Linked DNA regions of Danio rerio: region 1 is linked to region 2. The links are chromatin contacts, called in public Hi-C maps. All regions are on one chromosome and are shown on one strand. Each heading gives the region's core, a stretch centred on a gene start, on an enhancer-like site or on the middle of the called end of the contact. The rest is flanking DNA. Distances are from core to core; before and after follow the strand shown.

Region 1 (2,746 bases), core at 160-2,659, 190 kb before region 2:
GACCTTTTTTGCAGTTCTTCACCTCATGCAAGGTTTAAATACTGCATTTTAGTGGCACTAATTTTTGCTGGATCAGCTTGTCGAATGGTAATCATAAGCACACTTTTTGATGTAGTAGAAATATGCGCTTACCATACTATTTTATCACAAAGTATTTATTTACAGATTTGCATTTAAACTGTAAATTATTACAGTTTTAGATACAATGTTATGAGGTTAGCATTTTACATTTAAAAATAATAATAAAGAAATATGAAAAAAAGAAGGATGCTCCGATCGATCGGCCAAAGATCGGTATTAGCCGATAATCACATTTAATGACTCGATCGGTACTCTCCAATCATACCGATCACAGGGGGTTAAATAGTTAATAATATAACTTCTCGTAATATAATTATTGCAGTGAACAGTAGTTTATAAGCCTATTTCCTTTTAGTAAAAAAGCAGTGGATTTATAGGTGTGCAGTTTTGCATCAAATCTGCGCTCAAAATGTTTTCTTATTAGAGAAATTATTCCTTCATTATTTACAATGTTTCCAAATTACGTTGTTTGTAATTTTTCTTACTCTTTTTTTGTGTTATATTATTAATTATAAGCTTTATAGTTATAAGATTGAAGCATTAGAATCGGTACTCGGTATCGGCTGATCACCAAGTCAAAAAATCGTTACTTGCTATCGGCTGCAAAAATCCTGATCGGAGCATCCCTAAAAAAAATACTTCTTTTTAAATACAAATTTATTATCATACATCATTTAAGAAAAAAAAAAGGAATCTAGTAAAACTTGTTTTAAACTAAAAAGTGTAGCCTATAGGCAATTAAAAACCTGCCCATTTCATTCAACTTTCCTTTTTCAGAATTTGACCACTTGAATCATTAAACATTAAATTTGTCTTAAAGCCTTCTTCTATCTGTAATTTTTACAATTTGTGATGGCATAGCAGTCAAAATTAGGATAAACCAGCCCATGTAAAGGCCAAATTCTGGACTGTATCAGTGGGGGTGGGTCTTTCGACCCTGCATATTGAGAAATGTTTTGTAATAAAAATGAAATGCATTTTTCATGAGCCCAGTTGTTGTTGCTGTTGTTGCCCTCGATAGTCACTAGAGGTCGCTGCAACATAACCAAACTCAACTGAATACTTCTATCAAATCATTTTGTAACCATCTAAATCTCCGCACTTTGGAAAAATATAGAGTCTGGAAACTTCCCAGCCTATTTTTAACCAAGCACAGGGGAAAACAACACGCAGCCACACACGATCCGGTAACAAACTGCGTTGCCGTGACACCACAGACGCCGGCGGAGGTGTCAACCTAACCCGGATTACTGAAGGACAGCGCGGGGAGCCAATGACCGTACAGCCCATACGAGAGACTCCGAGTCCTGCTGTCAGGGGAGGATTTAGTGCAATCCCGAGCACAGACTGGTTGCATCTGAGAAAGTGAGTGATGCTCAGACAGGATCCAGACATTATTGAAAAAGAAAGCACCCGTTGTGCCGTGCAATCATGGAAAGCAGAAGATTTAATTATTATGTAAACCTGGATTTGAACGCTATCGACTTCACACCGCTGTAACTGTCTGCTTTGAAGGTAAGGAATTGCTTTTGCAAGCCAATGCATGTGCTAAAAGTCTATCTTTTTTTCAATTTAACCACACTCGGCCGCAAGATAAAGTAACTTACACGTATGTGTTTGTAACTACGAGTTAATATGAGTGAAATCCATATCAATTAACCACATATAACGTTATGTAGACGGTGGCTGATTACAATCAATAACGTTAACGTTAAAAGTCTAAAAGACTTTGTTACATATACAACGTTACCATACAGCACCATTTCGGATATATTAAGGTACGTCCTTTCATTTTTATCAGCTAACCAAATAACGTATAAAAACCTCGTGAAATCGTATGGCTAGCAACTATTTATCTCATAACCATCAGGAACAGTTACGGGAAATCCCGATAATCCTCGTGCAACCCTCATTTTACCGGGGTTTAACGCTCACTAGTGTGTTCACAAACCCTTTAAGTTGATTCTAAAATATGCAGTTGGTGTTAGCATGTAAGTTTTGCCGTTTGAAATCAGCACATTATGCAAACAATGTTTGGATCTTGTTGTGGGAGACTCGGATCGTGTGATATTTCACAGTAGAGATGTCCGAGTCGTCAATGAATCGTTATTTTGAACTGGATCTTTTAAGGAACCATTCTAAATGATTCATTCGAGTCATTGAAACGAGAATCGTCTTTCCCTGTAAGTGAATTATGTTTGGAAAGACACTTGTGGTAAAATGTGAAAAATTGTTAAAAACAGAAAATTTAGATTAAGTCACATCGAAAAAAACTGATTTAATCAGATTGAATGTTAATGTAAGTTGTGAATTTATCTTGTATCTCTAATTTGATTCAAAGCTGCAAGTATTTGTCAGAAACATTGTAGTTTATACCACTGGATTCTGTCAGTCTTTTACCTGTTTGTGTATGTTATCAGATTCAATTCAATTTTGTATTTTGTTAAAAGTGAACACTTTACTGTTATTTATCTTACCTCACATATTTCCCCCCGTAAGAAAACTTAACCGACCGTTACTCTCGAACTCATTGTTTGTATGACTCAGACTCGCATAAAAACATTAATGCAACACAAACTGCTCGTAATTTACATCAGATATCCTTAATTTGTAAAACTTATTCACAAAAATGTAATGAACACCTGTGAGTGCCTATATAAGAAAT
Region 2 (2,815 bases), core at 176-2,675:
TATCCTGACATTGTTTGAGAGTCTGATCTAGACTGTTCCATATTACACCACGGACAGACTTACACAAACTTTTTCAAGTTGTCCTTGTTTTCAAACTACTAAAATTTAGTTTTTCTCTTAGATTATTTCCCCCCTTGTCTTTCTTCAAAAAACTTTTTTATGCAATTAGGAAGTAGTTTATTCCTAGCTTTAAACATAAATTGTGCTGTTTTAGATTTAACCAAATAATTGAACTTAAGTATTTATGATTTTGATTTAATTTAAAAAATAAATTATTTGTATGCTCCAAATACCAAATAATACTGATATCTGATTGGAAATTAATTCATCATTATGTCATAACCCTCGCTTACTTTTTAGGTAGATACTTGTGTTATCTTTGGAAAGTACCATTGCGTTTTTTTTCTGGTTCCATTGGCCAGGAAATTAGTATTTAAAATAGTATGTCTTGAAGCTGAAATACTTACGATAAAGGGCAAAACAATCTATGCGTCTAGTAAGAAAATAAAAAAAGTAAAGTAAAATTGATATCCCATGGTTTTATTATAGTAAAAGTTCAGTATGTTTTTGCCTCGCAAAATTGACTGAGAGTCTCATTTGAAGTTCTGTAAAAGAGATATTGTGTTTATTATTATTCCTGATTTCGATCTTTGTTGGTGGGTTTGTAGGACAGTACCACCCTCTGGTGCTAGAAAAATGGGATATTAATAATTTTCAGGCAGTATGTGAGGCATCAGTCGCTCAATTTCACTTAATGTCAACTATTTCGCTTGGTGGCTCAAAAACGGGTCCGTCCATTGAGTCGTGTGAAGTTCTAAGGGCGTTTTTTTGTCTAATCAAAGATACACGCTGGCTAATAATATAACCTTTTGTTTGTAATGCTTACCCAAACCGACATTCGTTAAACAAATGCAAATTTTAAAGCAATTTTCCTTATGAACGTATTTATTGAAATGGCAAGGCGCTGTAATCACAGATGACTATGATTTGTATGATCTTAAATACGGTGAGAAATATAACATGCACCACGTGACAATGCTGCCTACGTTGAGCAAATGATTTATGTGTAAATAGCTGTCAGGACGATCAATTTATTTGAGAAAACTATCTATACAAATAAAACATAAAACATTATTCACCCTGAATATGTAAAATTAGTAGCAACTTTCGTAGTGTCAGTATCCGCTTGCTATTGTAGCAAAGAACCAACCTGCATGCTGATTCTACCAACTTCTATTTCTATAGGTCCTACGCTCATGTGGTATTTATGGCAAAAACACAACAAACCAATGTTGTCAAAAATAAAAATAAACAAATAAATAAGCAATAAGGCAATAAATAAGAGCATACGAATGTAAATAAATAAAATCTCTTCACAAAAGAAACCGAAAGTTATGTTTTCACACCGGCAGAATTCAGGGCAGCCCACTCACGCTTCAGACATGGCGACGCAGATGGCGGTAAATTCAGGTATTAATGTATACATTTCGTATTCTTACATATTTAATGTTTTATACGATATATAACATTGACTTTTGTGTTAGCACGTTAAACCAAAGTATTTTAATACATTTAAAGTACAAGTACTTCGTCAGCCATTCACTTTATCGCTACCTTCACCAGAAAATAGGCTTAGAGTGTGTAACTAAATGCGCAACTAACGTTACATTGCTTACTATTATCTGGGCTCTTCTTAAACGAGGTATTATTAAAGTAAAAGTCTTTGTAAAACTTGTTCTTTTGTGCGACCAGAATAAATAAGTTGACGTTATTTAAAACATCAATGTCTCCTAACATCAATGTCTGTTAAATTGCCTCGTGAATATGCCCTTTACGTCTAATAAAAATGATACATGGACAAGATAAGTCTAGGTTTAAGTCTAAAGATACTTTAATGTCTATATACGAGTTATGTTTATACTGTTGTTTAGTGGTTTACATATTATTGAGGTCAAGTTGATTTTATATGCGCACATATTCGTTCAGTGGCAACTTGTGACATGCTTCCTATATTGTTTTTAACGTGGTTACTTTGAATATTGGGTCTGAAATCACATGTAGGTTTGACTTTAAACAACATTAACACTATTTATTTGACTGTGAAATGTGGTGTACTTTGATAGTCAATGACTGCTAATATGATTTCATGTTTATAATCTGCAAAAAATACTTTCTCGAAACTATATTATTGAGGAGAAATCTGAATGTGTGAATATACCTTTAACTTTACCTCAATTTAAATATTTTGTCTTCCATTTTACATTTTTCATGTATTTGTTTCCTTGTTTTGTACCTTAGGAATGTTGTTAATGATTGTCAGTGAAATGAAAGTTAATGTCTGTGTTTTATAATGTGTCTTTGTTTACCTTCTGCAATTCTACTGTGTAAGTTCTACCTATAAGTCGAGGCAACTGGTTGCTCTGCTTTTGAGATACTTATAACATTTAGTTTTTTGTTTTGTCTTTAAAAAAGCACATTTGACAGCTTGAGTTTTTTTTTTTTTTTTTTTTTACCTTTATAGGTCATGATAGTTTGTGAAATTGACAAAAGTACTAGCCTGAAGTAGGGCTGTGCGATTTGGGGAAAATATCTAATTGCGATTTGTATTTTTTTATTTCTGACAGATATTGCGATTTCAATTTGATATGCAATTCAATTTTGTAGTCAAACTTCAGCTTAATAAACTGTATTGTAGCTTCTGTGTTAATTAAAATGAAGAACTAAAAAAAATAATAGCAATAGTAATAGCAAACAACCTGAAATTGTACTTTGCTAGCTACTAGATTAAGTGTCACAGCCAATACTTTTAGTTGAT

Evidence for each region. Hi-C and Micro-C count contacts between places; a contact is called where the count stands out from the background.
Region 1: a contact with region 2 is called in a Hi-C map of hematopoietic stem cells, with 4 times the contacts expected there. The contact joins the promoter of si:ch211-1e14.1 here to the promoter of nup205 in region 2. A contact is called at or near these places in 3 of 18 Hi-C or Micro-C datasets (caudal fin, hematopoietic stem cells and an unstated tissue).

What each region holds. Positions count from the first base shown.
Region 1 is chr18:13,814,572-13,817,317 of GRCz12tu, reverse strand. si:ch211-1e14.1 reads left to right here and starts at 1,409. Exons shown (of 21, transcript XM_073929903.1): 1 at 1,409-1,596.
Region 2 is chr18:13,629,054-13,631,868 of GRCz12tu, reverse strand. nup205 (nucleoporin 205) reads left to right here and starts at 1,425. Exons shown (of 41, transcript NM_001313687.1): 1 at 1,425-1,470. The coding sequence starts at 1,443.